2 separate regions of the Mus musculus genome follow, and region 1 is linked to region 2. A link is a contact called in public promoter capture Hi-C data. All regions are on one chromosome and are shown on one strand. The core of a region is the stretch at or near the end of the contact, and the rest is flanking DNA. Distances in the headings are between cores, read along the strand shown.

The links. Promoter capture Hi-C pulls out the DNA fragments that hold promoters and counts their contacts.
Region 1: a promoter capture Hi-C map of pre-B cells shows a contact between it and region 2. The contact joins the promoter of Siglecg here to the promoter of Ccne1 in region 2. A contact is called at or near these places in 1 of 39 promoter capture datasets (pre-B cells) and 1 of 484 Hi-C or Micro-C datasets (B cells).

Annotation. Positions count from the first base shown.
Region 1 is chr7:43,407,018-43,409,946 of GRCm38.p6, reverse strand. It overlaps Siglecg (sialic acid binding Ig-like lectin G), which reads right to left and starts at 1,667. Exons shown (of 12, transcript NM_172900.3): 1 at 1,577-1,667; 2 at 1,348-1,441; 3 at 839-1,216; 4 at 426-704. The coding sequence starts at 1,387.
Region 2 is chr7:38,105,977-38,108,938 of GRCm38.p6, reverse strand. Ccne1 (cyclin E1) reads left to right here and starts at 1,449. Exons shown (of 12, transcript NM_007633.2): 1 at 1,449-1,617; 2 at 2,110-2,152; 3 at 2,256-2,343; 4 at 2,592-2,660. The coding sequence starts at 2,139.

The DNA.
Region 1 (2,929 bases), core at 418-2,917, 5.3 Mb before region 2:
GATGGCCTCAAACTCAGAAATTCGCCTGCCTCTTCCTCCCAAGTGCTGGGACTAAAGGTGTGCACCACCGCGCCTGGCTGTGTGTCAAACTCTTTATCAGCCTACTCATCTCCCCAGCAACCTTTGCTCCATTTATACAAGATCATGGATTCTATCATGTATATATGTTACATAGCCAAGGATAACCTCGAACTCCTGATCGTCTTGCTTCTCTCCCTCCTAAGGGTTGGAGTATAGATGTGCAACCACCACCTCCCGTATATGTGCTGCTGAGGATGGAACCCAGGGCCTCGTGCATGCTGGGCAAGCACTCTACCAACTAAATGACATCCCCACCACACCTCCGTGAACCCTCCTGAGCATGGAGTTGGGGAATTCTCTACCTCCTACCACCAGGACAGCCCAAAGCACCATACCATACTCACAGGCCACTCTTAGTCGGACAGTCCTTTGTGTGCTCATTCTAGAGAAGTCCAGCTGACATGTGAGCTCAGTATCATGGTGTTGAAGTCCTGGGATAAAGCTCAGAACTGAGTAATTGGATGTGTGCGGTCTGCTTTCTTGGAAGGAGACAGCATCCCCCATCCAGGAGAAAGAAGGAGCTGGGCATTGGTTGAAGGTCCAGGAAAACAAGCAGACAACGGTCACTGGCTCCCCAGGCTCCAGGACCTCAGGAATGAAGATATCTGGCTTCTGAGTCAGGGCTAAGGGAGAGGATACCAATCCTGTGACTCCAGCGGCTCCTCCCAGAAGTAGTCTTCTTTGCATCACAGTTTATCTTCCACTGTCCCTCCCCCAGTGAGAGACCAAGGTTCCCTGCTATGTCTACAACTCTTACCTTCCACTTGTAGCCTGAACTCCTCCTTGAAACTGAATCTCTCAAATCCTCTCTCCATCCGGAAGAAATAGTTTGTTGAGTCTCCCCACTGAACATCTTTGATTAGCAAGGAACAGTTCTTTTTAGAGATATCCCCCAAGAGCTGGAAGCGCCCTCGGGCTTCCCATTCTAACACTTTATCTTTGTTATTTGTGGCCACTGGAAATGAAAGTGATGGTTTTCTGATGCCTTTGAACCAGTAGCCATAAAGTGGGGAACGGTTAAGCCATTTTCCCTCAGGGGAGGAGAAGGAGCAGGGCACGAAGATGCACAGACCCTCCTGTGCCTTCACAATTCTCTGCACCTGTAGGAAGTAGCTCTCCATCTGACCTTGAGGCCCTGTCGGAGACAGAGGCATAAGCTTTAGCCCCAGCCCCAGCCCCAGCCCCAGCCCCAGCCCCAGCCCCAGCCCCAGCCCCAGCCCCAGCCCCAGCCCCAATTTGAGCCACTCTGGCCTTGGACCCACTCACCATCCAACAGGAAGGACAGCAGGAACAGCAGCAGTGACATCGTGGCCTTAGGGGGATCTTGGACTTGCACAAGTTGGCCTCCTTCTCAGCTGGTCTGTGTTTGATTGGAGTGAGAGAGGAGGGGAAATGTAGGCGGAAGCTGAGCCCTGGGTACCGGTGCAAGACAAACTGCAAGTTTCGAGCCCATTGCATCTCCCTTTCCCTCCACTCCCTTCTCCCCCATACCCACCTGCCTACTCCATGTTTTATGGAGCATTTGGCCCTTGGACATTTGCAACTGATCCTTCCCAGCCCTCTCTAGTGGCTGGGAGGGAGGGAACAGAGCTATGCCTGGCCTGGGGACCTTGCTGTGGGTGAATATAGGTTGGGGCTTTTCTTTAGATGCTAGGTCAGTAAGAAAGCAGAAGTAAGAGTTTTGGGTGGTGCTTCTTGAAGTGAGTCCTGGTGAGTGCAGGAGAGCGAGACCTCCTGGCTGATGTTCAAATTTAAAAACAAATAGGTAGTCACTATATTTCTTGGTATGAAATGTCTCAAATACTTTGTGAGTACTATTTACACTTAGAAGAGGAGGAAGAAGAGGGGGGAAAGAAAAGGAGGAGGAAAAGATGAAAAAGCTTGGTTTGTATGATGTTCAAATGTAACTGGATATTTCTCACTATGCTTTTTTTTTTTCTTTGCTTCATGCTAAATCAGAAAAATATAGACTGGTCTTCTACCCCTTCATCCTCCCTTGTGAGCTACTGACACTTTGAACTCTAAAAGTACCCACAGGCTTCAATACAATTCAACACAGTTCCCCGCTTGTCCTTCCTCTTCAGTCAGAGAACTGAATTTCCCACTTGTAATTTATGCGTTGATGAGGTTTCCCATATCTGGGGCTGACGATGTTACTAGGAACCAAGCAACCTAAAGGGTGCAAGGTGTGTATGTGTGTGTGTCTGTCTGTCTGTGTGTGTCTGTGTGTATGTGTCTGTGTGTCTGTGTGTGTGTCTGTCTGTCTGTGTGTGTCTGTGTGTATGTGTCTGTGTGTCTGTCTGTGTGTATGTGTCTGTGTGTCTGTCTGTCTGTGTGTGTCTGTGTGTATGTGTCTGTGTGTATGTGTGTGTGTGTGTCTGTCTGTCTGTGTCTGTGTGTATGTGTCTGTGTGTATGTGTCTGTGTGTATGTGTCTGTGTGTATGTGTCTGTGTGTCTGTGTGTCTGTGTGTATGTGTCTGTGTGTATGTGTCTGTGTGTCTGTGTGTATGTGTCTGTGTGTCTGTCTGTGTGTGTCTGTGTGTATGTGTCTGTGTGTCTGTGTGTATGTGTCTGTGTGTCTGTCTGTGTGTGTCTGTGTGTATGTGTCTGTGTGTCTGTGTGTCTGTGTGTCTGTGTGTGTGTCTGTGTGTGTGTGTCTGTGTGTACGTGTCTGTGTCTGTATGTGTATGTGTGTGTGTCTGTGTGTACGTGTCTGTATGTGTGTCTGTATGTGTGTCTGTGTGTGTGTCTGTGTGTGTCTGTATGTGTCTGTGTGTGTCTGTATGTGTATGTGTGTGTCTGTATGTGTATGTGTGTGTGTGTGTGTGTGTGTCTGTCTGTCTGTGG
Region 2 (2,962 bases), core at 200-2,699:
AGGTCCCCAGAGGTATTTAGACCCCGCCTTTCACACTTCTACAACTTGAGTACAGGTCTTTCTTTGCTAGCAGTCAATGTGCTCAAGGCATTCGTCTCAGTAGCCTGTATGTTCCACAGACCTGGGTCAGTGTGGGTTTCTTTTCTCTCTTTCTTTCTTTCTTTCTTTCTTTCTTTCTTTCTTTCTTTCTTTCTTTCTTTCTTTCTTTCTTTCTTTCTTTCTTTCTTTCTATATCATTTACTAACATAAGGGAAGTGACCCTTTTGGTCCAAGATACAGAAGGGGCAACGGGATAAGAAAACAGAGTGAACAAGAGATTGGAAGAAACAAGTGCTTTGCCATAGTTTAACACTGGAGGGGACGTCCTGGGGAAAGGTACGCCGGAGAGGAAGTGGTTACCAAAGACCTTCAAGTTTTCCGGAAGCACAAACAGCTGGAATGGGTCAGAAGAGAGTAAAGCAAGCTCTGAGGCTCTGGGGTGCGAAAGGGCACCGGATGCTGGATCCAGCAGCTCGGGCGGAGGGCTGAAGGTCAGGTCTGGGGTGGGTGAGGGTCACTTCACGTTTGTGAGGCATGTGCATACTCTGAGGTTGATGAAAACACTTGGAGTAAAATTATAGGCTGGAGACTGCCTCACCTCATGGGGACCTAAGGGTCAGAGAGGCTTTCTGCAAACGGGTTGGGCCCATGTGTGCTAGAGGCACAGAAATGTGCTTGGGTAGCCTAATGAATGAATGAATGGGTGGATGAATGGACCAGAAACACTGACAGGTTAAAGGACCTGCTGCTGGTCCACAGGAGACCTAACAGCAGCAGCCTGAATGCTGGTTCCGGTCCCAGGAGCCACAAGCTGTTGTGACCTTGGGGACACCCACGCGCCGGACTCGGCCCGGAACTCTGCGTCTCAGGGGCGGGGAGGACGAGTCAGGAGGGACAGTGCGCGCGCGCGGGAGACCGGCGGATGACGGGTTCTTAACTCCGGGCCCTCCCGTGCCTCACTCCAGTCAAGCCCGGCCGCCGATCATTGCGATCTGCCCTGCTGACATTCCACTTGGGCGGCCCATGCCGCTCCTCCCGGCCCCGCACGCTCAGAATCCTTCAGGCGCTCGCGCCAAGATTCTCCCGCGTCAGCGAGCCCGCCCCGCAGCCGCGCGCGCCAGACGACTCTCCCGCGTCCCGCCCCGCGCAGGCCCCGCCTACCACGTCCGCACCCCGCCCCCGGCGCGCAGGCCCTGACATCTAGCCCCACCCCTTTAGTGCATGCCACGCCCGTAAAAGAACACGCCCCCCGGGAGGCCACGCCCCCACCAGAGCTCCTCGCTGGTCCGCGCGGCGACGGGGCGGGCCCCGGGCCTGCGGCGGCCGCTGAGGGGCTCGCAGCCCTCGGGGCGGGGCGCGAGGGCGGGACGGGGCCGGTGCCGCGCGCTGGGATTTTTAAATGTCCCGCTCGAAGCCGGGCGCAGGAGCAGCCGGCTCGACAGCCAGCGCGGTGTAGGGGGCAGGCGCGGATCCCGCCAGCGCCGCGCGCTCGGCCGCCGCCTCCCGCCTCCTGCTTCCCGCTCGCCGTCGGCCTCCTGCCCGCTCGAGCGCGCCTGCCTGCGGCGGACACAGCTTCGGGTACGGGCTGCCTGGACTCCCGGGACTCCCGGGACTCCCACGACTCCCAGGCGTCCGGACCGGGTCCGACCAGACCGGACCGGGCCCGGGTGGGGGTGGGGCGAGGCCGGGTCACCCGGTCCCCTGAGGTATCAGCTCGGGGTGCCCCGGCCGGGGTGGCTGTGAGAGACGGGTCAGGGGTAGGTGTAGAAAGGGACACTGAGGCAGCCCCGGCCCCGAGGACGGTGATGGAGCGGGGGGTCCTCTTGAAGGGCGGCTGGGCCTCCATCCCCAACCTCAGGTTCGGACCCAGGGTCGCAGGCTGCTGGCGGCGCCTGCGGGTGACAAGCCACCCGGGCCCATCGGCCATTTTCCCGGCCGGCCTCCGGGCCCAGGAGGCTCCCGCCGCCGCCGCCCGCGCGGGAGGGGGGAGGGGTGCCCGGGACGAACTGGAAGACTCAGGTCCCCTCTGCGGGCCGTGCTCACCACGATGCTTGCTTGTTGTCCTCCCAGGTCTGAGTTCCAAGCCCAAGTCCTGAGCCATGCCAAGGGAGAGGTGAGTGGCCTCCCTGCTGCGGGAGGGTAAGGGTGAGTAGCGGTGGGGGAGGGGCGGCCTGAGTTTTTGGGGAGCAGCACCCCATGACACCATGCCCTTGCAGAGACTCGACGGACCACAGCAACATGAAAGAAGAAGGTGGCTCCGACCTTTCAGTCCGCTCCAGAAAAAGGAAGGCAAATGTGGCCGTGGTGAGTACAAAGGATACAGGTTGGGAAGGGGACAGCCCACCCCCCCTTCCATCTTACCTGGGTACCAAATTTGGTTCTTCTTACCTACTAGTGAAAAGAATTAGTTGAGAGAGAGGTTTCCTTTAGTTGAATGTCGTTCATGACCTAACAAACATTTCCCCCTTTTTCTCTTGTGTTTTTTGTCTTTGGGTCGCACCATGTGGACCCATGGTGGACCGGGATTTTTTTTTTTTTTTTTTTTTTTTTAGTTTTTGCAAGACCCAGATGAAGAAATTGCCAAGATTGACAAGACTGTGAAAAGCGAGGATAGCAGTCAGGTAGGTCTGCTGCCTACAGGGTATTCTGCCTCCTGGGTTCCAGGTTTTCTTTCTTCCAACTTTCCCAAAACAGAGCTGCAGGCCACATGGCTGAACCTCTGAAGCTTGTCAATGTGGCCTGGTCTCAGTTGGGCCTGGGGTTGTGGGAGGGGTTTGTGTTTCCTGAATGGCACCTTTAAGGTTACAGGTACTGATACCTGGAGGAACCAGAGTGAGTGTATAATTTGGTCCTTTCTAAGCCCAGGGGGAAACTGAGTCTTATTAGAAGGTAACCCAGAGTCCTTTGCAAACCCAGCAGAGCT